5 separate regions of the Mus musculus genome follow, and regions 1, 2, 4 and 5 are each linked to region 3. A link is a contact called in public Hi-C, HiCAR-type and promoter capture Hi-C data. All regions are on one chromosome and are shown on one strand. Each heading gives the region's core, a stretch centred on a gene start, on an enhancer-like site or on the middle of the called end of the contact. The rest is flanking DNA. Distances are from core to core; before and after follow the strand shown.

What was found. Promoter capture Hi-C pulls out the DNA fragments that hold promoters and counts their contacts. Hi-C and Micro-C count contacts between places; a contact is called where the count stands out from the background. HiCAR-type assays count read pairs that join an accessible place to other places.
Region 1: a Hi-C map of B cells shows a contact between it and region 3, with 6 read pairs. The contact joins the promoter of Mzt2 here to the promoter of Ppm1f in region 3. A contact is called at or near these places in 6 of 39 promoter capture datasets (3T3-L1-derived adipocytes, the C10 cell line, cranial neural crest and 3 more), 1 of 484 Hi-C or Micro-C datasets (B cells) and 4 of 115 datasets of contacts at active chromatin or transcription factors (astrocytes, embryonic forebrain, large pre-B cells and 1 more).
Region 2: a contact with region 3 is called in a HiCAR-type map of astrocytes, with 5 times the contacts expected there. The contact joins the promoter of Mrpl40 here to the promoter of Ppm1f in region 3. A contact is called at or near these places in 1 of 39 promoter capture datasets (liver), 1 of 115 datasets of contacts at active chromatin or transcription factors (astrocytes) and 2 of 9 other capture datasets (adipose tissue and liver).
Region 4: a contact with region 3 is called in a promoter capture Hi-C map of stem cell-derived epiblast-like cells, with 6 times the contacts expected there. The contact joins the promoter of Cebpd here to the promoter of Ppm1f in region 3. A contact is called at or near these places in 8 of 39 promoter capture datasets (3T3-L1-derived adipocytes, embryonic stem cells, hematopoietic stem and progenitor cells and 4 more), 4 of 115 datasets of contacts at active chromatin or transcription factors (embryonic forebrain, embryonic hindbrain, embryonic midbrain and 1 more) and 2 of 9 other capture datasets (embryonic stem cells and liver).
Region 5: a contact with region 3 is called in a promoter capture Hi-C map of liver, with 4 times the contacts expected there. The contact joins the promoter of 4930588K23Rik here to the promoter of Ppm1f in region 3. A contact is called at or near these places in 1 of 39 promoter capture datasets (liver) and 1 of 115 datasets of contacts at active chromatin or transcription factors (astrocytes).

The regions. Positions count from the first base shown.
Region 1 is chr16:15,860,856-15,865,283 of GRCm38.p6, reverse strand. Mzt2 (mitotic spindle organizing protein 2) reads left to right here and starts at 1,915. Exons shown (of 3, transcript NM_029354.3): 1 at 1,915-2,536; 2 at 2,741-2,886. The coding sequence starts at 2,361. Gm41425 (a long non-coding RNA gene) reads right to left here and starts at 1,847. Exons shown (of 3, transcript XR_875934.2): 1 at 1,773-1,847.
Region 2 is chr16:18,874,688-18,879,558 of GRCm38.p6, reverse strand. It overlaps Mrpl40 (mitochondrial ribosomal protein L40), which reads left to right and starts at 2,922. Exons shown (of 4, transcript NM_010922.2): 1 at 2,922-3,088; 2 at 4,152-4,235. The coding sequence starts at 3,036. It overlaps Hira (histone cell cycle regulator), which reads right to left and starts at 2,809. Exons shown (of 25, transcript NM_010435.2): 1 at 2,040-2,809. The coding sequence starts at 2,076.
Region 3 is chr16:16,894,326-16,899,279 of GRCm38.p6, reverse strand. It overlaps Ppm1f (protein phosphatase 1F (PP2C domain containing)), which reads right to left and starts at 2,811. Exons shown (of 8, transcript NM_176833.4): 1 at 2,656-2,811.
Region 4 is chr16:15,884,896-15,890,068 of GRCm38.p6, reverse strand. It overlaps Cebpd (CCAAT/enhancer binding protein (C/EBP), delta), which reads right to left and starts at 2,783. Exons shown (of 1, transcript NM_007679.4): 1 at 524-2,783. The coding sequence starts at 2,744. The coding sequence ends at 1,938. It overlaps Spidr (scaffolding protein involved in DNA repair), which reads left to right. Exons shown (of 20, transcript NM_146068.4): 20 at 284-845. The coding sequence ends at 439.
Region 5 is chr16:18,603,593-18,608,127 of GRCm38.p6, reverse strand. 4930588K23Rik (a long non-coding RNA gene) reads right to left here and starts at 1,466. Exons shown (of 2, transcript XR_384719.3): 1 at 1,405-1,466; 2 at 1-297. RefSeq lists enhancers at 3,499-3,705, 1,505-4,508, 3,499-4,535.

The DNA.
Region 1 (4,428 bases), core at 666-3,165, 1.0 Mb after region 3:
TGACCAAAATCAACTTGGGGAGAAAAGGGCTCATATTATCTCACAAGTTGTGATCCATCATCTGTGGAAATCAGGGCCTGAACTCAAGACAGAACACAAAGGTAGGAGCTGGTGCAAAGGCCATGGAGAAATGTTGCTGGCTTATTTCCCATTGCTAGCTTAACCTGCTCTGATATACCATCCGGGACCACATGCCCAGGTGCGGTACCAGCCATAGTCACCTGGGCATTCTGGTATCAGTCATCAATTAAAAAAAAGATGCACCCCAGGCTTGCCCACAGGCCATCTGATAGGGTCATTTTCTCAATGGAGGATCTTCCCAGATGACTCTATCTTGTGTCGTGTTGGCAAAACACTAGCCAAGACAGTGTGTGTGTGTGTGTGTGTGTGTGTGTGTGTGTGTGTGAGAGAGAGAGAGAGAGAGAGAGAGAGAGAGAGATTTTGTATGAGCATGTTGTGTGTACATAAATGTTTGAATTTTTAAGTGCGTATTAGTACAAGAGCCCTTTATTAAGGTCTCTAAGTCTGTGCAATTTAGTCCTCTGGACTTTCCTAAAGTTGAGGCCATGTATGATTATGTCAGAATTATATGAAAATGGCGGAGTGACTTATGTGAGGGTCCAATGACCCTACCTTGACCTTCCTTCTATGAATGGACACTGGCCATCCATGGACCTGAGGTGATATACTCCTACAAACAGGCAGAGCTGATGGCATGCAGGTAACAGTTGTCTGGCTAGGGAGATGATGCTGTGCCTCACTTCGATTTGCCTCCAGTTTGTACTCTTGGGCATTCTGACCAATAGGAGCTGGTTCCTGGAGCCATCAATCCTACAATAAACTAATGAGGCAGGGAGGCCCTACATTTACATCATGGCCACAGTTCTGCGAAAACCTGAGATATTCTGGAATCCTGCAAACAAGCACCTGATGTTCCACCCTGGGAAGCAGGTGCCAGATTAGATGCACATACATCCTGTAATGTCTGCTCCTGGAGCCAGACTCATTCCCCACAGCCCACACTGGCTCTTCACAGTCACCAGCAGCTTACTGTCACCATGGTCCTCACTGTGACAGACGCACCATTCAACATGGAAATGGTGTTTAGTCCTTAGATCTGGACCTTGGTGACTGGCCAAAGGTTCACCAAATATGAAGACCGGAAGTGCAGAACCAGGGAAGCTGTGTTCAGTATAAGGAAGAAAGAAGGAAGGCTGAGAACTGACTAGATGCTCTAAATTCTCCCCTTCCCGGTAATGAATACGTTTTCCCCTAAGAATGAAGACTATTCACCCAATATATTTTTATATTGAAAATATTTTTTCATACTCTATAATCTGATCATGATTTCCCTCCCTTACCTCCTCCCTGAACTTTGCCACTTCCCTACCTTCTCAAGTTCTCTCTCTCTCTCTCTCCCTCCTCTCTTTTCTAGCAAATAGGCACATTTAAAAAAAATCAAGCCAGAATAAAACAAATTGAAAAAATAAAAACACCAATCAACAAACATACACATACGGATACACACACATATGCAAAAGACTAGTAATGTAAAATGGACAAAGCATCAGGAGACAAAATATCTCCAAGAGTGCCCCCGCACAAATTTTAGATGCCCCTCCTGGTCCCCTTTCACTGTGTAGGCACTTCTGGACGGCTCCCCCGGTCCACTCTTTCCCGATGGCAGTGACAATCATGGTAACCGGCCAAACATTTGCAGTTCTCAACACACCGGCCAAGCTAACGTGTTGAGTTCAAAATGACCATCCTACCTATCTTCAGAAATAGACGCCGCTATCCAGACACACAACCCGGAAATAGCGTCATCAAGCTGCGCGTCAGGCCACACCCCTGCCTACTGGGAAAAGCGGCTCAACCTCCCGGGAAAAGCGCCTGCAAAAGCAAAAGCCAATCAAGTGCAGAAGCAGTTGGCCACAAGGCGCGTGCGCAGTGACGTCCTCAGTTGCTCTTTACTCCCCAAGTTTATGTATTTCGGGGTCGGGGGACAGGAGTGCGTATCCGTTTAAAAGCAAAGCTGTTTAGGGACCGTCAACAGAACTGGTAATTACACGAGATCGTGAATACTCGTCATCCAACAGGCATTTGCTAAGTACCCGGTATATGCCAGGTACTATTCTGGGGTCTGCTACCTAAGCCAGCAGTCCAAGTCTGATCGTCAGGCAGTGATCAGCTTCCCACCACCCCACCCCATGCCTAGCACACTGCCCTGTGCACAGTAGACGTTCCGAACAAGTCAAGTAACCGACTGTGTAAAGGCCTCTTGGAACTCTCGCCTCGGTGCTGGAGCTGTTGACTTGCAGAGACTCTGTCCAACACAGATCCCTTTTCAGGCTATACGAATGGCGGCGGCGGCGGCTGCTGCTGGTGGTGCTGCACTCGCGGTTTCCACAGGATTGGAGACAGCAACGCTGCAGAAGCTGGCGCTTCGGCGGAAGAAAGTGCTGGGGGCCGAGGAGATGGAGCTGTACGAGCTAGCTCAGGCTGCTGGCGCCGCCATCGACCCCGATGTGTTCAAGTGAGAAAGCGGGGGTCGGGACTTTGAGCTCATACTCCCTACAGATAATGCCGGCTTTAGGACTCCTCATTCCTGCATCTGCTACTCTAAGATATCCGTGTCTCTTTAAGGGGTTTCAAGACGGTGACCCAGCTGGCGCGACTCCTAGAGCATGTCCGCCCTGTGGCTTTCAGTATTCGCTAAGCACTGCATTTGTTTCCCCAGGATCCTGGTGGACTTGCTGAATCTGAATGTGGCTCCCCTCGCCGTCTTCCAGATGCTGAAGTCCATGTGTGCTGGGCAGCGGCTGGCAAGCGATCCCCAGGACTCGGTGCCCATATCTCTGTCTACATCCACATCAGAGACCCGAGGTTAGAGATGGGCTGGGTACTTCTGCCTAGAGGGTGGCCGAGGTGGGGAAGGAGTAGAGAACCTCGTGCCGGCTTGTCTTAGAATTGCTCAACCTGTCTATAGGCCTCCTCCCAAGGTCTGCAGACCCATCCACCTTTCAGGGACTTTAGTTGGCTCCACCTTTCGGATTGTACTGCTGGACCAAAGACTGGTCCAAGCAAGCTAGACTTGGTCTTTCTGACTCCCTCTCACCTCTTCATCATGCCTCCATTGCACAGGTAGAGGAATAAACATGGCTTTGGTCTCCATCTACCACACAGCCTCAAGGAAGTGTTCAGAGAGCAGAGCAGACAACGCCTCCCCCTCCGAGGGCCACGTCTAGCTCCTGTTCATCTCAGGCCAGGCCCGAACACCTCTCATCTGGGGATTTTTTTGGGTTGCAGGACTGAAGCCATCTGATTCCTTTGGGACAAAAAGTAGAGGTCTGACAGAAAGATTCACCCAGTTCTCAGGTGTGAATGGCCTGGTCATGAGTGGGACCAGGTGTAAGCAGATGGTGGTGAGCAGAGTGTAACAGGGATCTCAGGTCCTCCAGCCTGCCCATCCTATCTGTTACATCTGTTCTCTCTGCCTGTCGGACCCTCTGAAATACAGCTTGTCCTCCCAGACAAGTGGATGCAAGTCCAGTGCTCATTTCCTGCCTGTAAGTGCAAGAACCACATGGAAGGAATCCAGGTGGGGTAAAGTGAGCAGTCTGGCCCAGTGAAGGCAGACTGTCAGGCCTGGGGACTCACACATACACGCTGACCCACCCACTTTCTGATCAATGTGTGTCTCTGGCCTCTATCACCCTTTCTCTTTGTGGAAGAGAAACAAGGGTAACCTTTCCCTCAGGCCTGCAGCCTCTCCAGGTCTGCTCCATGGCCCTCCTCCCAAGCACCTGCCTCCCTGCCCCCACCCCTCACCCTGGTTCTCTTGCTGCCCATCTTCTCCTGTCACAGGCATTTGATTGTCTAATCTGTGGGTTTGGTGTTGATGTGCACTCTGCCGCTGGAAGTTGCCATTGTCCCACAAGGCCAGGGCAGCTTTGAGCTACAATACCAGGGCACTGTAGGCCATCCCAGCCATGCAACTCAGAACAAGGACATGTTTTCTTGCTTAGTCTATCAAAGACACAGTACTTTTAGAATATGCAATTGTACCGGTGCCCCCGGATCATCCAACACCCCCACACTTGCACACTTTAAAGATCCCTACCCAGGCAGAGGATGTAGGTCAGGGACAAACATGAGGGATCATGGTATGCTATTGGGAACATGACCTCAGCCTCTTCAACACTGTCCCTTGGCTGATTGCAAGTATGGCGTAGGGAACAGATGCCTCTCCCTAGCCTCCTTGACAACACCATTAAGAATGACATTTTGTGGTCATACACATCTACTTGTAAACTGAGTTTTCTTTCATACCTCATTTGTGGCCTGAGGTACCTCTGCAGGTATTGGCAGTATGGGTCCAGTATCAGGGTGTGTGAGTTCCCAGGGTGCATGAGTTCCCAGGGTGCA
Region 2 (4,871 bases), core at 1,673-4,172, 2.0 Mb before region 3:
CAAACACCTCTCTTTCTGCTTTTAACTCTTCTAGTTGCCTACCTTGCCTTGTTCTCTTTTCCTCCCCTCTCTGAACTCTCAGACCCCAAGAGTTCATGCTGTATATATAAGGAGACAGGAAATGCTGAGTGAGAAAGCCAGGAAGTACGATCCCCTCCAGTGCAGTAGGGCTTCTATTTATTCATCCAAAGGAAACTTGACTCTACCAGCTACTACTCTTCAGGACCTGGCTAGGAAGCCACTCCCCACCTCTCATTACCATCATCTTTAAAGGCATGCTTGGCAGTGACATGTAATAACACCATCTCCAAGGTAAAGGCAATATAGAGAAAGAGGGTGCCTTTAAATTAAAAAAAAAAAAAAGAGAAGTTTGCTTAAGTCTCAACATCTTTTATCATGAATAATCATCACTTAGATTTTTTTACTTAAAAAAATTTTCATGCCAGGTGGTGGTGGTGCATGCCTTTAATCCTAGGACTTGGGAGGCAGAGGCAGGTTGATCTCTGAGTTCGAGGCCAGCCTGGTCTACAGAGTGAGTTCCAGGACAGCCAGGGCTATACAGAGAAACCCTGGCTCAAAAAAAAACAAAAAACAAAAAAACAAAAACAAAAAAAATTTTTTCATACAGTATGGTTCTATCATATTCTTTCCCCTCCCCATCACCTAGATTTCAAATGAACTTTGAACCTTCTTGCCTCCAAACTTGTGTGTGTGTGTGTGTGTGTGTGTGTGTGTGTGTGTTTTCGAGACTGGGTTTCTCTGTGTAGCCCGGGCTGTCCTGGAACTCACTCTGTAAACCAGGCTGGCCTTGAACTCAGAGATCCGCCTGCCTCTGCCTCCTGAGTGCTGGGATTAAAGGTGTGCTCCACCACTGCTCGGACTAGGCTCCAAACTTTAAAATCTGTTCTTAGCTGAACTTCAGAATCATACTGTTTAATGTAGAGAGCATGTCGTACCCAGTCTACGTCTACGATCTTCCTTGTGAACGCCCCCTCCCCCTCCAAAAAAAAAAAAAAAAAAAAAAAAAAAGTTCGGCTGTGAATAAAAAGCACCCAGGACCAATTTTTTTTTAAATTTGGCCACGTGGATTTTTAAAAAGAGAAAAATGCATCTACTTGCCTTCTTTTACGCGGGCGCGCGCACACACACACAAAAACACACACACAACTGTAGCTCCCTCTAGATGCAATACAAAGTAGAAAGGAGGAAAGACCCTTCCTCTTTCAGCAGAGCTTGGCTGCTTCCTCGTGCTTCCTTCGGGTCCTTCCAGAGACTCAAGTACTAGCTGGGGGGAAAGGCTCTAGCTCTTCCTCACTCGCTCGGCAGAGAGCAAACAACCTCCTGCAGTAGTTCTCGACAAAACTGGATGCCACCGGCTGCTTTCTCCACCAGGGTGTAGGAATCTGCTATTTGAAGTCACTATCACGGATCCAAAGTCGCTTGTCTCCTGTGCACCACTGGCCCCAATCTTAGTCATCTGAAGCCCCAATCCTTACATTAAACGTGGTTCTTTCGTGGTCCTCCGTAGGACCTGAGCCCAGGCCCTTCCCATTCCAGGATCGCAATAGCCCGAGTGGGGGCACTGTCACAAACTCCAGGCCTCAGAAAGGGCAATACAGCCAGTAAGTATCTCATGCAGATTCACCGAGCCGCTGAAAGGCCACAAGGGGGATGTCGCCCCAGTTTCATACTCACAACCATCTGAGCACATACTGGATGGTGAAGCCGGATGGCAGCACCAGGTCGGTACCCAAGCCGGCTCACCAGAGCCAGGCATCCCAGATTAAGGGTGGGCGGCGCAGGACACAGCGCCATTGCCTGAGGCAAAGGCGGACTTCGCTGCAACCAGCCCGAAGCACGTGCCCGGGCTCGCCGGTGTCCCAGAGCCGGGGACAAAGTCTGCTCCTGCCCGTTCTGCAGCTCCAGCACCCGGCACCAGCGTCTGGACAAGGTGGGCAGGACTTGAGCACCGCCGCAAGCCAATCCCAGACCCCACCCCGATGCAGGTTCGGCCGCCCACGACTCCTGCGTGCACTCACCATTGTGGTTGACCCAGGTTGGCTTCAAGAGCTTCATTGTTCGGCCGCTGCCGGGCTGAAGCCAGAGCCGTGTCCCTCAGCACGCCTGGGCCATGGAGCTGCCGCAGCTTCCTCCCGCGCCGCCCGCCCTCCGGCCGCCGCCCACCCTTGCCCTCAGCGCCGCCGCGCCATCGCCGGCCCGTGCCCCCAGCCGCCGCCACAGCCGCCTCCTGCGCTCGGCCGCCGCCGCCGCCGCCACAGCCGCATCCCCTGCGCCGCTCCTCCTCCGGCGGCTCCCGGGCAACGCCGGAAGTCACGGCGCGCACCTGCCAAATCGCCCCGGCGGGAAACCGCTCCCTACGCGGACCGGGCCGCCTCGGTTCTTCGGTAGACAGGGGGGGGAGGACGGGGATACTCCGCTGCCACTGATGTGGTCGCCGATGAGGGTCGGTGTGAGCAGGCTGGCAAAGCCTTGAGATCCCGCCCGGCGATGCAGAACCAGGGTGGTGTGCAGATCTCTAGTTCTACCTCCGCGGCTCCGAGTCCAGCTTAGTAACTAGCTTCCGCCATCCATCAATTCGCGCTATTGGGCATCTCGCGAGCGCCAGCCGGGCGGGCGCCAGCATGCATCTAGCGGCAGACGGCAGCGGGCCCTGAGCTCGATTGCATGCATAAAAGAACTAGGCTGGTGAAGGATAGGGGGCCAGACGGGCGCATTTATTAGAAGAGCGGGGCGTTTTCATAGATGTAAACACATAGGCCAGGCGGAGCAGAGAGCAGGAAAACACCGCAGCATCCACAGAAGGCGGGACGCCCGCAAAAGGGCGCGGCGAAGCCACCGTTGCTTGCCCGGGGCGGGGCTGCGTCGGGGGCGGGGCCAGCTGCGGGCCCGCCTCTCGGAATCCCAGACCCGCGAGTTCCGGGCCGAGGCCTGCCAGACCCGACCGGGTACCTCAGGTCGGACCGCCCAGGGGCGTGCTCCCGGAAGCTGCCCGCCAGCGGGTGGCGTGAAAAACTATGGCTACCGGGGTGATGCTGTGTGCTGCGCGGGCTCTGCGGCCTCGGAGCTGGTGAGTGTAGCCGCGGGTGGCAGAATACCCAGGGCGCGTGCGCGGGCTTTGCCCCGTAGCTGCTCGCTAGTGCTCGCAGATTATTTCTGGGCATGAGCCTACCGCATCTGTTGCGGATGAAAATCCGAACTGGAAGTGTACTCACTTAACAGGCTATTTGCCTAACAAGTGTGAAGCCTAAGTCGTGCTTAAGTGGTGGCCTACTCCTGCAACCCCAGCACTATGGAGGTGGAGGCTAGGTCAGAAAGTCAAGGTCGTAACAGCTGCATACAAACCTGGCTATATTACACCCCATTTTTAAAAAGAAGAAAAAGACGCCGGGCGTGGTGGAGCACGCCTTTAAACCCAGCACTTGGGAGGCAAAGGCAGGCGGATTTCTGAGTTCGAGGTCAGCCCAGTCTACAAAGGGAGTTCCAGGACAGCCAGGGCTTTACAGAGAAACTCTGTCTCAAAAAAACCCAAAAAAAAAAAAAAAAAAAAAAAAAGGAAGAAGAGCAATGTGTTTTTAAAAATCCAAGGATATGTTTTATAGAAGGGACGTATAGTACAGTGGGAGGGGGTACTTTACTCAGTGGTCCACACTGAAGCATCCCTCCTTCCTTCCTCGAGGTACCAGTCATATACTAGACAGGTCTAGTATAGAATAGAGTTTATTTGTGGGTATGGGAAGGGGAATTGAGAAGAGAGTAGAGGCAGAGAAAGAGAGGGGACAGAGAAGGGGAGAGAGAGAGAGACAGAAAGAAACAGAGAGACGGAAGAAGAAGGAGAAGAAGAAGAAGATCCTGCCAGAGCAAGTAAAGGCTCTGCCCCAGTGAGAAACAGAGTTCTGTAAATTCCTCACTTTGACCTTGCTGGCCTAATACAAATGAACTAGACATGGTGGAGCAGCTGAGGCAAGAAAATTGTCTCAAGTTGCAAGATAGCCCGAATTAGGGAGACTTTTGTCTGAAAAAAATACAAAATAGATACTTACAAACATCCTCCGGGTTTTAGGAAGACCTATAGTTATGTGTATGTGCCTTCTCTTTCCCCAGATCTTTATACATACCCTTCTCTCCTTCAGGATCCCTGGAACCTGCCAGGCACACGTCAGACACACCCACCAGAGAGCTTCCTTACTGGCCTTCTGGGATCTCATCCCCATGAGGTAAAATCCAGCATAACCCTTAGCTCTTGGGGTATGAGAAACACGTGTATGCATATGACCAAAACAAAGCAAGAGTGCCCAACCTTGGGTTAGCAAGCAGATTTCAGTCTGTGGAACTAATAGTTAAATTTAAGTGGATGCCTCTGTCCTTTGAAGGAGCTCTGTACTATGATAGCATAGCATATATGTATTGCTACTTGAGTAGTTTAAATAAGTAGCAGCTAGATTTAAGGAGTCTTATGTGTTTCAAAGGGCATATCTTAACTTCTGTATTTCCATAGGCCTTGCTCTTCCCTGCTCATTCTGATTCACTGAGTGGGAGAAAGGTTCAAAGACTAATAATAGTTACTCTAGGAACTTTGGATGCTTTCTTGGGGCTTTATTTAGTTTATTGCTAAAAGGTTTGCTTTAAGGGTTTTTTTTTTTTAATGTTTATGTTCCTGACATATGTATACACATGTGTTTGGGGTGCCCAAAGCCAGTCAGGGGTTATAGCTCTCCTAGTTACAAACAGTTGTGAGCCCCTGATGTGGGTTCTGGGAACCAAACTCCAGTGTTTAAGATCTGCAAGCACTCCTTGTAACTCCTAAGTCATCTCTCCAGCTTCAAATTTGATTATTCCTAATGCCACATTTA
Region 3 (4,954 bases), core at 1,562-4,061:
CAACAGAATCCACAGTTGCAAAGGACTCAGAAAGAGAGGGCCATGTGCATGAGTGTGTGTAAGTCAGTAAGCAGGGCTGCACTGCTTTGATTGGTTTGGCCAGATTGACACTTGGCTGGGTCCTCCCGGTTCTGGTATGTGTGCCTCTCTGTACGTATGAGCTAGCAGTTGCTCCTCAGACTCTGAACTTAGGGTCTTTGTGTCTCCTCCCTGCCAGTATTGGGATCACAGGTATGCACCACTTCTGGTGTATGTGGTGCTGGAATTGATCATGCATGCTAGGCAAGCAGTCTATCAAGAGAGCTTTACCCCAACCCCCTCTCCCCCCAGAACTCTTATTTCTCTATTTGTAACTGGCTGCTAGGAATAGTCTGGTATAAATCCTTCTAGATCTTAACCAATATCTTACTACATACATGGAAAAGATTTTATTTATATTTATAAATGCTTATTATAAAGATTATAGCAAAATATACATTAAAAACTATCACTTGGGCTGGTGAGATGGCTCAGTGGGTTAGAGCACCCGACTGCTCTTCCGAAGGTCCAGAGTTCAAATCCCAGCAACCACATGGTGGCTCACAACCATCCGTAACAAGATCTGACCCCCTCTTCTGGAGTGTCTGAAGACAGCTACAGTGTACTTACATATAATAAATAAATAAATCTTTAAAAAAAAAAAACAACAAAACTATCACTTTAGTCTGGCATGGTGGTTCATGCCTATAATCCTACCACTTGGGAAACCATTACCAACCACTTGGGAAACCGACGGAGCCTTGACATCAGTTTGGTGCTAGTCTGGGCTACTGAGTAAAACCTTGTCTCAAAAAAAACAAAAACAAAAACAAAAAAAAAAAAACCAAATCAAAACCAAACCAAGCAAAAACTAAAATACCCTCCCCCCAAACAAACAAAAACCAAAGGGTGTGGAGTAGGGTTTGGACGGGTAGCTCAACTGGTGATACTTGCCTTGAAGGCACAGGCCCTAGGTTCCTCGATAAAACTGGACATGGTGGTGAACACCTACAATTCCAGTGCTTGGAAGATAGAGCCAAATGGAGATAGATTACAAGTTCAAGTTCAATCTTAGCTATATTATGAGTTGGAGGCCAGCCTGGGCTCCATGAGACCCTGTCTCAAAACAAAACAAAAATGCCAAAACACACTTTAAGACTATGTTTCTTTCTATTGGTGCTGGAAATTCAACCTACAGAACATATGCACGCTGAACATAGATGGACTCCACCCCAGCCATGTCTACACCCCCCCCCCCCACTATCTTTCATGGGCTGTTCTGTGCAGCCATATTATTGTGCTGCCATTTTTCTTTTGAAAGGGATCCTAAGCTCCATGTGGTCAGTGTCCTGGCTGTTTGTGCTCAGCAGGCCTGCATGGCCACTAGAGTGAGGTAAGCAGCCTGAGGTCTGGGGGGATCACACAGGAAATGAAAACTCTCCCTTAGTACACTGGGTAGCAAAGACAGTCTTCCAGAAAAGACTGGCTTCAGGCAACATCACAGAGGAATTCTGCAAATTAATCTGTTGTGGGAGGTTAACAGTTATTAGAACAATTGTTTTGTTTATGTCTCAGAACTGTGTGGGAAAACATGCCATCAGGTCATACTGCAGTTGAAAAAAAAACCAGGTGGTAGGAGGAAAGTGTTACTCTAAGGTCACAAATATTAGTTGTCACCAAAGCAGGACTCAGTTGAGGAATCTGGTGCCCAGTGACTTGGCCACTTCCATCCCAGTTTGCCGCTGAGTAAAAGTAAAATTTGACGATGGGAGGAATATGAACACTGAGACCATGAGGTAGAGGCAGCTCTCGTTCAGTTCCTTAGGTGGGAACAGTTCACAGGGCTGTCCCAGGGCACATTGTGAACACATCTGTTAATCAAGGGGCCTAGAAATAGGCGGCCTTGGTAGGGCAGACCACTGCCTTCCACTGGGCCTCACTAGATGTTAGTCTGCAGAAATCCTTACAATCCCTTTTCTCCTCATTATACGGAGAGCTTAGGGGGCTGGCCTGAGACCACACAACTGTAACGGTGAAGCCCAAGGCTCTCAGGACTGAGGCTCTACTGCAATCTAGCCCAATGGCTTCAGCCTGCGTCTTGAAACCAGGTGGTAAGTAAAACACTAGCTTTAAATACACTTAGGGACGCCACTGGGCTGGGCATTCAGGTTGAAAATGTGGTCCCAGTCCGGGTCGTCACTAGTAGGGCTGAGGGTAGGGCCGTGGGCCTAGCCCTCATGTTTTGGAAGATAAGAGGGAATGATCCTTGAAAACAGGATTGTCACTCCTTGGTACTGTTTTGCCTCACAGCTCTCAGCCTCCTCCTGGACCTCGGTTCAGACACAGCCCTGGGGGAGGGTGTCAATGGATTCCCAGTTCCGTGCCTTTAGTTTCCGACGCCTTGCCACCAGGGCCCGGCGGCGGCTTGCTCAGATTTTTTGCTCACAGCTATCCCCCAAAGTCCCATGGGCTCAGGCACCCGAAACCGGTCTTGGCCTTAGTGCTTTCTCACCTCTCCATTTCGTCCTCAGTCTCATTTCACTTTCGTGCATCTCAGGCCCCCACATGACCCCCACCCTAGTCCGAGTCTTCCACCCTCACCCTCGCTCTTCATCCCTTGCACCCCGCGGGCCTCACCTGCCAGCCTGCCGCAGTGCTCCCCACGAGCTGCTCTGGGCAGCCCCGCCTACTTCCCGTCCTAGGCGCCGCAGGCTCTGCGCAAGCGCAGTCGGGCCTCGGGCGCACCTCTGCTGCCTCCTGCTGGTCCCTCTGCTCTCTTGTTTCAGGGACGACAAGAGCCCCAATAGCCAGTGCGTTGCTACACTTCTCCAGCCTTGACTGGGCAGAAAGCAGTCCTTGCTTCACAATGCTCAGTCATTGCTTCACAACGTGTGTGGTGATCAGTCTCAGGGCAGTGATGCGGCTTCATACTGCTCAGGACTGGCCACCCATCAGAGACTTTAGAAAATATTTTCATGTATAACATTATATTCATTTTATACCAATGAACGTGTACACTGCCTGTGTACAGTGTGGAGAGTACCCCTTCAAGTTTCATTGTGGTCCTGCCCACTTAACCACAGGCCCCAGGGGCTTTGTGGTTAAGGGTTCCAGGCCCTTTGTGCTCAGCAGGACTGCATGGCCACTGAGAATTCGTTGAGCAGCTTGAGCTCTGGGGCTATAAAGCAGGAAATGAGACACTTTTCTTAGTGCACTGGGTAGCAAAGGCAGTCTTAAAGACAAGGTTGGCTCCAGGTTGTCACCTGGCTTTTAAAACAATTGTTCCGGCATGGTGACGCAAGCCTTTAATCCCAGCATTTGGGAGGCAGAGGCAGACAGATTTCTGAGTTCGAGGCCAGTCTGGTCTACAAAGTGAGTTCCAGGACAGCCAAGGATACACAGAGAAACCCTGTCTCGAAAAACAAAAACAAAACAAACAAAAAAACCCAATTGTTTGTTTTGTTTATGTCTCAGAACTGTGCTGACAAGCACATGCCATCAGACCCCATTGTCTTAGGAACTTGTCACCTGATTAGGTTTCAGGGAACCCATGAGCCTGGGGAACCAATAGATGGGTGTGTGTACTGGCATGGTGGGGAGAATGTCTGTCTGCTACGCAAGTAGAGTCCTGGTTCATTCAACCTGATTAAGGTTTGAGGTCATTTATAACCTGATGAGGTAGAGGGTGATACAGAGAAGACAGCAAAAGCAGGCACTAGGAACCTGGCCCTGTTAGGCTCTAGGCCAAGGACATATCTGTAATGTACCCTTTCCTGAGGTTGCTGTCACCATGATTGTCTTGTTTGTAGTCTACTATGCCAAAGCCTTTACTCTTGTTAAATTCCCAATATTAGCTATACCAACCAGCTTAGCTCAAACCTCTTCATCAAGACATGCCAAGCTGTGGGGTAGAGCCAGGAGGTCTCAGAGTGCTCAGTTCCAGGTCTCTCATCTGTGTCCTCTCCCAGTTCCCAAAATCCTTTCCCAGAAACCTGTTCTGAGCACTATGAGAGTGAGTGCAAACACTCCCTACCACACTAGCCTCTATCACTCAGAGACTGGCTGTATTACTTAGGCTTTAAAAATCTCAGGAAAGGACCTCAAACCCTTTGTTCTAGAATTTCCAGGCTCTTTACAATGGGGGTACAACTTGGTAATACTTCTGCTTAAAGGGAGCTGTTATGATTTGAAATCTGGAAGTCTCTTGAAAACTTGAGCTTTTGGGAGGTGAATGGATCATCAGGACGCTAACATCAGCAGATCAGTCTATTGGATTCATCATTCATAATAATGACATTATTAGGAGACAACGAAAACTAGGATGGAGGAAGGTCATGAGTATGTGTGCCCTGCAAGAGTGTATAGCTCTAGTCCCTGGAAAGGTCTATTTTGCCAGTCTTTCCTCTCTCCTCTTCTTAGCTACCAGAGATGACTCAAACTGAGCCCAAATCCATCTTTCTTCCTTTAAATTTTGCTCAGGTGTTTTATCACAGTGAGGAAAGGTGATTAATGGAATTTTGGCTCTCTCTTGGATATTAATTTTTCCCATAGGGCTAGAATGTATAGAAGAGGTCCACGGTGCCTTCTACAGTGCTGGGAGGATGTTGTACTTGACGAAACAGACTTCCTCATGTTAGTATGCACCACAATCTCAAGGTAAGAGAAACGGGACCTGCAGTGCCTGGGGGACAAACCACTGGAGAGCTAGCCTGTGAGATCTTGCATGCCTCCCACAATACAGGTCGCCCTGCAGCTCTGATCTCATCAGCTTCCAGAGCAGAAAAGGTGATGCCTAGGAACACAGCTGCTAAGACAGTTCACCTCTAGTCCTAATTGTTCTTGGCTGACAGGTTAGCAATGATAATGAGGCTGTACTGATGGGTGTGTGTGTATGTGTCTGAGGGGGAAGGTGACGGGGTCAGGAGTTTATAGAGTA
Region 4 (5,173 bases), core at 1,534-4,033, 1.0 Mb after region 3:
CTGCATATTGTCTTCCAAATCCTGTCCTAGGCCAGTTTATCCAGGCAGCCACTAAAAACTGCCAGACTCAATTATCATAATAAAGTAGTTTATTTTGCTCTGATAAAGGGGATTTTTATAATCCACATACCCCAACTCCCACCCCAAAGCCTTTTCCGTTGGAAGGAAGGCTGCAGCTTATGAAAGGAAGGACCTTTGTCCTGGCTGTGGCATCGTTGTTGGGAACAAAATGTCCAGGAACCCAGGGCTGTTTGCTTTAACCAGAATGCTTCTATCACTGCAGAGTTATGAAGTGGAGAGCGTCCTTGGGAAGGAGATGGGACCTTTACTCTGCTTTGTCCAGTCCATCACTACACAGCAGAGCAGCTGTGTCGTCACCCTGGAAGAGATTGAGCTGCTGAGTACAGAGGGAGCCACTGCTGCTCAGCCTCCTCCCTGACATCTGTGCGCTTGGCAAGGGGCTGTGTGTTAACTCAGTGTTTCTGTTTTTAAATTTAGTGGGTTTCTTTTCTTTCTTTTTTCTGGTAAAGAGATTAATAGGATAGTTTTAAATTAAAAATCAAGATACCTCTAATACACATTTTTTTAAACTTTACCTTCCTACAAGTTTGATAACATGTTTCTTTGAGTGTTTCTCATGTCTTCTGTGTCTTCATTTTGCAGCTACTTGGGCTTAGGAAATGTGCTTTGTTGTAGCTTTAAAGTAGTTACAATTTATCAATATTATATATGTTTTTTCTTTGCAGTATCTAATATTCTCTGCTAGATTGTTCTGTAAAGCTTCAGCCAGTATCTCATATTGAAATATTACTGTTCTGTTACAATAAATAAATGTCCAACCTAAACACTTTGTGGTTTTAGTGTTCTGGGAGCTGCCAGAGGTGGCACTGTCACCCATACAATGTTGGGTGTGAGGAGAGCTGTATAAAAGAGAAATTTCTGTACCTTACTCCACTGCCCACCTGTCAGAGACCCTGAAGAACTGCAGAGGGCAAAGATCACAGACTCACAGCAGTCCACAAGCCTGCACTTTGGGCAGGGATTTGAATTACAAACAAAGCTATGTATTTAGACCCTGGAGGGTTTGTGTTTTCTGTACAACAGGCCGTGCAGATCAGGGAAGGGGTTGGAACAACCAGTATCTTAGTAGAAAGGCACATAGCTTTGGGGGGGGGGGGGGTTAAGCCCGCAAACATTACAATTACTGGCTTTTGGGGCTGCCCTTTTTATATACTAGGATATTAATTTGTACTGGTACACATTTTTAAATCTACACGTTGTCCCTAGATTGAGGAAAGTAGAGGCAACGAGGAATCAAGTTTCAGACTCCCAGCTCTCTTCCACCCCCTCACCCTTCGGCAACCACCTAAAAGTTAGGCCAACTGTTCTCCGCCCCAGGTCAGCCTACTCTGGGATCACACACATGAATTAGTCATGCTTTCCCGTGTTCCTTCCGCGGGCAATAGAGACCGCGAGGAAACGCGTCCATCTCCTTACCCCGTGTGGGCAACGCACCTGGTCGGGTGGCTCCCAGGTGCTTGCTTTTCCCTGGTGAAGTCTCAGTATGTTGTGTGCGGGAGAGAATGAACATAGGAAGCTGCAGCGATTTAAATGCTTCTTTATTCTTACAAATACTGTAAAAATGAATATAAAAAGCATGCGCAGTCTCTTCCTCTTATCTACAAAAGTCTGTCGGAAATGTCTTTTCTACAAATGTACCTTAGCTGCAATGGTAATAAGACGTAGAAAATGCTACCATTATAAAAAATAATTTAAGGGGAAAGATTAATATAGCTTCTCTCGCAGTCCAGTGCCCAAGCTGCAGCTTCCTGTCGCTCGCAGGTCCCAAAGAAACTAGCGATTCGGGCGGCGTCTGCTCCCCGCTGTCGGGGTCTGAGGTATAGGTCGTTCAGAGTCTCAAAGGCCCACGCCGCGCGTTACCGGCAGTCGGCGCCGGTGGGCGGCAGGAAAGGCGGGCTGGGCAGTTTTTTGAAGAACTGCCGGAGGCCAGCCAGGTCCCGGGTGAGCTGCTCCACGCGCTGATGCAGCTTCTCGTTCTCGGCCGACAACTCCACCAGCTTCTGCTGCATCTCCTGGTTGCGGCGCTTGGCCTTGTCGCGGCTCTTGCGCACAGCGATGTTGTTGCGCTCGCGCCGCTGCCGGTACTCCGGGCTGCCGCGGTCCGGACCCCTCTTGCCCGCGCCCTTTTCTCGGACTGTGCCGGGCGCGAGGCTCGGCCCCGGGCTGCCTCGAGGAGGCTCCGGCGAAGTGGGTGGAGTGGGCTGAGCCGCGGCCGCCAAGCTCACCACTGTCTGCGCGCACACCGCCACTTGCGCCGGCAGCAGGGAGCCCGGCGCGTCGCCGTCGCCCCAGTCGGGTTCGCGCTTGAGCGGCCCCCTAGCGACAGACCCCACACCCGGGGGTCGCGTAGGGCCGCCCTGCAGCAGCTCCAGGCCGCCCGCGCCGGCCGCTTTGTGGTTGCTGTTGAAGAGGTCGGCGAAGAGTTCGTCGTGGCACAGCTCTAGGGTGGGCACGGCGGCCATGGAGTCAATGTAGGCGCTGAAGTCGATGGCGCTCTCGTCGTCGTACATGGCAGGAGTCGTGGAGCCCAGCTCCCCCAGATCCCCTGGCTCGGGCCCTCGGCCGGGCTTGTCCACCCTGCCTGGCTCGTAGAAGGCCGCGGGTTCTGTGGGCCAGGGTGTGCCGCGCACCGGGCTGTCCAGGCTGAAAAGCGCGGCGCTCATGGCGGCGTCGGCCGGACCTGGCGTCCAAGTTGGGCTGTCACCTCGCCGGGCCGGACCGCCGCCTTTTCTAGCCCCAGCTGACGCGCACGCCCCGCCCCGGCCCCAGTGGGTCGGAGACCGGAGCGGGGAGGGACTGGGGTGCTGCTGGGAACGACCCGCCCTCTGCCCGCACTCCTTGCCTTCCCTCCTTCCTGTTTGTGCGGTTTGGACCTACTTAGCCGTCCAAGCCTGGAGCGAAATGAAAATCTGGATTTGGCCCCGACACGCGCAAAGCAGGACGCCTTCAGACATAGCAAAGGCGGAACAGGGATCAAGGCTCCGCAGCTCGAGTCCTGGCACCTCCGCCACGAGACCAGAACTAGTGAACCGTGGTTCGCGGACCCGGGCCTCAGCCTCCGGCGGTCCAGAGTGAGCGCAGCCAGTGGGAGCCTCCTGAAATTCGAACCCTCTCCAGCTACACCTCTCGGAGTGCCCAGGCCCAGCTGCCGTCGAGGTTAGGTTCAGCAACAGAGCCTGATAGACGGACAGATCAACCGGGCTCCCCGCTGACCACAAAGCCAACGGAAGAGTGATGGCCACCCTAACCGCGGTGCGTTTCTCCGCACCTGACAGCGGATCTTGGGTGCTCTGGCATTTCTTCTTGGTTATTAAAGCTGTGCCACCTGGTGGTAGCATAGCATCTTGCTGTTTCTTTTTCTTGCAAATTGTACCCAAAAGGGATATTATTCTGAAATTGTGGCTTGCTGAGAGAAAGCTAAGATTTACATCAGTACTCACAAAGAGGTGTTAAGTTGCCAGCTCTTCAAAATTCGTGAAAAGATGAAGAGAAATTTCAACCCCAGCTACTCAAACCTGATAGGCTAGGTGGGTAGTTGAACCCCAGGAGTTCAAGTGCCTGATGGCCTGTCTCAAGCAAAAGTCAAGAAAATCATCTGTCCAAATTCAGATGTGTCCCTCATATCCCTCCCCTAATTCATTCCGATTCACCAGGTGTTCTGACAACAAACATCAGCTGATTTACACAGAGCAGCCTAGCTCCTACCTTCAGTTCCTGAGGAAAATCCTAATGAGGGGCTGTGGAATATTTAATGGCTTTTTTTGGAAAAAAAAGGTAAACACAGCCTTGGAATTTCATAATGATCAGTGATGTTTATAAATGGCATATGATGTTGCTATTGTAACTAATTGCCTCTGGGGTTAAAGCCAGCGCACATGTGATATGCATGCACAGGAAAACCCTAGGAGACGTTCGTGGTTCTTAGCCCTGGATGCCATAGAAGCATGATTAGAGAACACGTGTTTATCCCTCAGAGAGACCACATTCCGAGGCTGTTTTCAGTGAGACAACATGCTTGTTTTGATACCTGGGTCCACTCACTACGTTTATGAAAAGTTGTGTTTACAAGACAGCGGGGCCAATTAGAATGTCTCAGAAGGACAGGCTACCGTGGCCACTATTGGGCCGCACCTGAAAGCTCTGTGTATTCAGAAACCCGCCAACCAGTGCGTACTTTTCAATTTTCCAGAAATGGAGAAAGGCAACATGACAGAACAACAAAGCATGAATATAGTGTGACATTTGAGAGCTGTTAAAGTTTAGCCCCTGTGACAGTCATTTGTGATCCTTTCATGACTGTTCCCACACACTGTGCCAATCTCAAGGACCTTTCCTAGCACCGTGGGTGGCAACAAAATGACTTAACCATGTAGGCCTAAAAGCAGCCACCAATAGAGAAAGTGTTCAAGCTCAACATAAAAATTAAACTAATTATATAAAATAATTTCCTAAACTATAAATTGAGTTAATCTATAATTTTATAGATGAAATGTACTCAAGATGAATGTGAACACTTCCCATGCCTTATTCCTGTGAGAAATACATCATTTTTAGCTCTTCTCAGCACACCTGCCAAAAGCCTTCTGGCTAGAATCCTTGAGACCCTCTCCTTGTCCTCAGCAATGTCACATATGGAACATATTGGAGGTTCCAATGACACCCAGTCTATGTGGACATTCTGGAAACCTTGGTATTTAAAAGTTCAGGAGCCTAGCAGTGTTGATATGTCTTAGAGTCACAGAGCACTGTCAGACTTGGAAGATCAGTCTGGTCACACCAACCAATCTCCCTGAGGTCCTGCTTGTGCATTTCACTCCATACAAGAACAGTTCTCTAGATGGGATACTCAAATATGTATAAATACTCTAAAAACATTTCCTGATAGCTCTAGGTAAAATGAAATATGAAATCAAGCTTGAAGAGAAGTAAAACTTCCTAGCATTCAAGAAGTGAAGGCAGGAGGATTATGGATTTGAAGCCAGCTTGAGCTACATATTGAGGCTATATATCAAGAAAAGAACGTTGTAATAAATGGCGGTTCGAATGAGAATGGTCCCAGAGGCTCATATGTTTGAATTCTTAATCCCCAGTT
Region 5 (4,535 bases), core at 217-2,716, 1.7 Mb before region 3:
CCCTCTCCCAGGTCTCCACGCTCAGGTAAGACCATCAGAAGTCTTGAATCCATTCCAGACCAGGACCAAATAAACAAGCAGCTGCCCTACCTAGGCACCATCTGGGTGAGCACGTCCATGTCCAGGGTCTGGTTTTGAGCCGAGGAACTTAAGCCGAGCCTTTCCATCCAGTAAAGAAAGAGATCTGAGATCCACTGGTGATGTCTATTGGGGTTACAGACATGAAAGTGGTGATCTGTGTGCTGCTTCCTGATCCATAGTGACAGAAACACGGGGCAGGATTCTTCCTGTCATGGCCTGGGTAAGAGAGGGCCATGAAGCTTTGTCTTGGCTCCAAACTTCTGTCCCCTCCCTCCCCTGACCCCAGTTCACCTTCCCTCCAGTCAGCCTTGAAAGGTTAGAACATAACATACTGGAGGAGGGCAGTGCATGGCAAGGCAGCTGGAGTTGTGCTGGGGCAGTCAAAACCTAAGAGTCTAACTTTGTTTGTTTGTTTGTTTGTTTGTTTGTTTGTTTGTTTGTTTGTTTGAGAAAGGGTCTCACTATGTAGGCCAGGCTGACCTGGAACTCACAGATCTCCTCCTGCTTCTGCCTCTGGAACTCTGGGATTAAAAAGCGTGCGCCACCATGGCCAGAAAGGACCTAATCTTAAAGTATGTTCCAGGACTGGTCCAGCCATGAATGCAAGGGCACACCAAGAGAGGAAGGCTACTCTGGGGGTTCTTTTAGGGTGGACTGTACTAGCAGGTTCAGCTATCCCAGACCACAGTCCTCAGATCTAGTTTTCTTTTCTTTTCTTTTTTTTTTTTTTTTAGACAGGGTTTCTCTGTGTAGCCCTGGCTGTCCTGGAACTCGGCTGTCCTGGAATTCACTTTGTAGACCAGGCTGGCCTTGAACTCAGAAATCCACCTGACTCTGCCTCCCGAGTGCTGGGATTAAAGACGTATGCCACCACGCCCGGCAGATCTGGTTTTCTTGATCGGCAGAGCTTGCTCACAATCTTACCCTTAAGTCATGAGCCTGTCACAGCTCTTCTTGGGCAATTTTCACTATCTTATAGATGGAGAAACTAAGGCCCAGAAAGAAAGGGCAGTCTTTCTGGGACCACAAGCCAATCTAGCTGTATTCTCACCTTAACTCTCTGCTCTGACCCATTACCTGCAGACAGGACAGGGCTCTGGATGGCTGAGGTAGAGCAGAGCACACCCTGGAGAGAATCCTAGCATTGGTACCTGCCTGTGGGGCTCCTGGTCAGTCTGAAAACTTCCTCACAAGCCTGGCAGAAATCACCACTGACCTGGGGCTATCACTTGCCAGCTCTACTGCCCTCCTTTTACCATTTTCACAACCTGCCAAGCTTGACCATGGCTACACTGTCATCCTATGTCAAGGGGATTCCCTCACCTCTGTGTTCCTTAGACAGGACAGGCCTGCCACCATCATTGCCTTGCTGTGAGGTTGCATACTGTGCAGGGCCTCTGGGCCTCGGGGTTCCCAGTTCTGAAATTGGTGGAAGGGTCACTGGCAGGAAGGTGGGAGCAGCACTCACATCAGCCTCTGCTGCCCTGTTCCCTTCCCTGGGGACAGATGCTGTTCATAGTCTCTGGTCCAGCCAATTACACAGGGCCTTGAATTTTTCACAGGCCAGAACTTCGTGGTGGTGTCTGCAGTCATACCTCTGACAATCTGGAGCCAGGAAAATGCCCACAGGAGCTTACTCCTCCAGAGCCCCAGGTGTCTCATAGCCAGAGTGTCTCCAGCAGCCAGAGCTGCCCCTGACACCTCCTTCCTCCACATCTTTCATTCTTTGGGCCTTGGTTTCTCCACATATATTTAGTAAAGGGCAGGATGCTGTTGGAAGTAAGAGAGGTACTTAGGAAGTTGTAGTTGGGGTGGGAAGAAAACACAGAGTATAGGACTTGGGGGTCCAGGAGGAGAAAGTGGGACCCTCTTGGTCCCCTTCAGAGGAACACAGAGGCCAAGAACTCCACAGACACCAAGCAGAGGAGACTGAATTAATTAGGACTCCTAAGGTCAGAGGGTTCCCAGACCCGGGGCCCTTCCAGAGACCCTGCATCCAGGGCACCACTGGGAAACAGATAGCTCAGAGTGGTAGGTGAGGGTAGCAGGCAAGCGCAGCACCTGGCCCCGCCCTTCCCCATCCACACCCTGTCAGAGCCCCTTCCCTTGTGTCTAGGCCCCTGGCCCCACTTGTACACCCAGACTCCAAACTGGAAAGACGGGCCGAAGAACAAACAAGCTCATACCACAGCCCCTACCCAGGCCTGTATGGGCAGGGCCAGGAGCTGGGGTTCCTCCTTTTGGGGTCCCAGGAGCCTAGTGAGAGGGACTGACTACCTGTCAGTCCCTGTCTAGCTGTGCCAAGCCCCCTGCTCACTCTTCTTCAGGATAGCTCCCTGGAAAGCAGGCACGGCTGGGCTATCGCTCCCCAGTTCATCTCTTAGGAGGGATCTGCTCATCACAGGGCTGTTCAAGAGATGTCAGAAGGTTGCTGAAGCTAGACAAACAGGACCAACTCTTCAAGATTCTTCTCAGACCACAGTCCCTGTGGCTCCTTCCTAAGGCTCAATTTTGGCATTCAGTCACGTGGTGAGTATAGGGCTAGGTACATTATAGAGACTGGACAAACACCCGTTACTAAATAAAGAAACCCTTCAGAGCAGTCTAGGGCACACTGAGTGACTCTTGCCTCAGCCTGCTCTTGCCATCTGCATCTGCTCCTGAAGAGGCAGTTGAGACCTCTAGACCCTGCTGTGCTTCAGGCTGCCTCCGTCTCTGCCCCTGTGGCTGTCATCACTGAGCCAGGGTCTTGGCACACTTAGAAATCAGGAAGGTTCTGTTTTTTTTTCCAGATCCGAGGGGTGATTTTCAGTGTATTTGATGGTCTGAGCTACAGACAAGAGGAGAGAAGGCCCGTGCTGGGGAGACGTGGAGCTGAAGACATGGATGGGCATGTGCTGGACTTGGGAGGCAAGCCCTGACAAGACCCAGAGTCCAGGATGCTGTCTGAGAGTGGACATGGGTGGGCCGAGCTGCATGCACTGCTTTAGAGCCCTGCTCCTACTCCAGTGACCCAGAGCTCAGAAGACCTTACCTCCAGGCTGGAGGCTGTAACACAAGTCCACTTACACTGGCCAAGCAGTGGAGGTGGCCAAGGGACTCAAGGTGTCTAGGAGATCCAGGGGCTGTGGGGGGTTGCCATGGAAGAGAATAAGGATAAAATCACTGGGTAGCAGGGGTCTTGAGGGTACAGGGGTCAGAAAGCTCCAGAGTCAAGGACAGAGGAACAATGGGAAGTACCAGAGATAGGACTTCAAATATGCTCAGTGGTGGCACTTGACTGGTTGGCCAGGTCTGTCCCCATGAGACCAGAATGTGGCCAGCCACAGTGGCCAGGTCAGGCCAGATTGGTGTGCTGGGTGTCCATCCTTCCTGAGAACCTGTCAGCAGCCTAGACATGGGGCATGGGTGAGCAGGCGAGACGGGCACCAGGCAGTCCTGTGAGGACACAAGGCTCCACCCTCAGTCTTGCCACCGGACACTCACATGACCTGTGACTGGCTGCCTGCCCGCCCACCCACCCTGCTGCCAATCACAATGACTATCCTCCCACCACACCTGCTCATGGCTGACAGAGGTCTCTATTCCCGGCCAGCCGCCTGCTCGGGTTATATTTAGGCCACAGGGGTGGTGCTGAGCTCCTGACCCCCTCTTGGGGCCCAGAGCAGGGGCAGCTGGACTGGGCTGCCTGCCCAAGCCTGGCCTTGTGGCTCAGGAAGAGGGCTGAGGCCTGGTTACTGCCTGCACGGCTGGTCCCCAGTGCCTCATACTCTGTTCCTTAGCTGGTGGACAGAGAGAGGCCTGGGCTCTGGCTGTAGGACATGTGAGAAAGTTCGGCTGGAGCAGGGACTAAGCTCTAATTCACTCATGGAGCCTGGGCATGAGGGCTGTGGAAAATTCAGGGGGCCCAGCAAGGCTGGGGAGCTTGGAGGGCCAGGCCAGGGTATGAGAGGACACCCAGGGGCTGGGCAGACAGCAAAACTGTTCTCTCCTGGAGCTCCCTGCACCTTTTCAGGGGGACCCTGAACTCCAGGCCCTTCTCCAGGCTGTCTCATAGGATGCTGCTAGGCAGGAAGTGATCCTGGAAAGCCACATCGCTTCTGCTGGTGCGCACGGACAGTCCTTGATATTTGGTCCTTAGATCTGACTCTATTCTGCCAGCCTGAGCCAGACCCCAGGTTTCCTGCCCCCATGCCAGCATGGAGGAGCAGTGCATCTTATCACCACATAGGCCTCTGAAGACTCACACAGAGGGCTTCTGTGAGACCTCTTCATCTTGCTATACAGCCCAGGCAGATGGGATATGATTGGGTTCCTGTGCTGGGTTCCTAGCTATCTGCTGTACTCCTGCACACATGCCCAGCTCTGGAATCATCTCTCACTGCTCTGTAGAGGAGCAGAACTGATCAAATGAATATATGTTTATGCATCTATAGTTTAATAAATCAATTTAC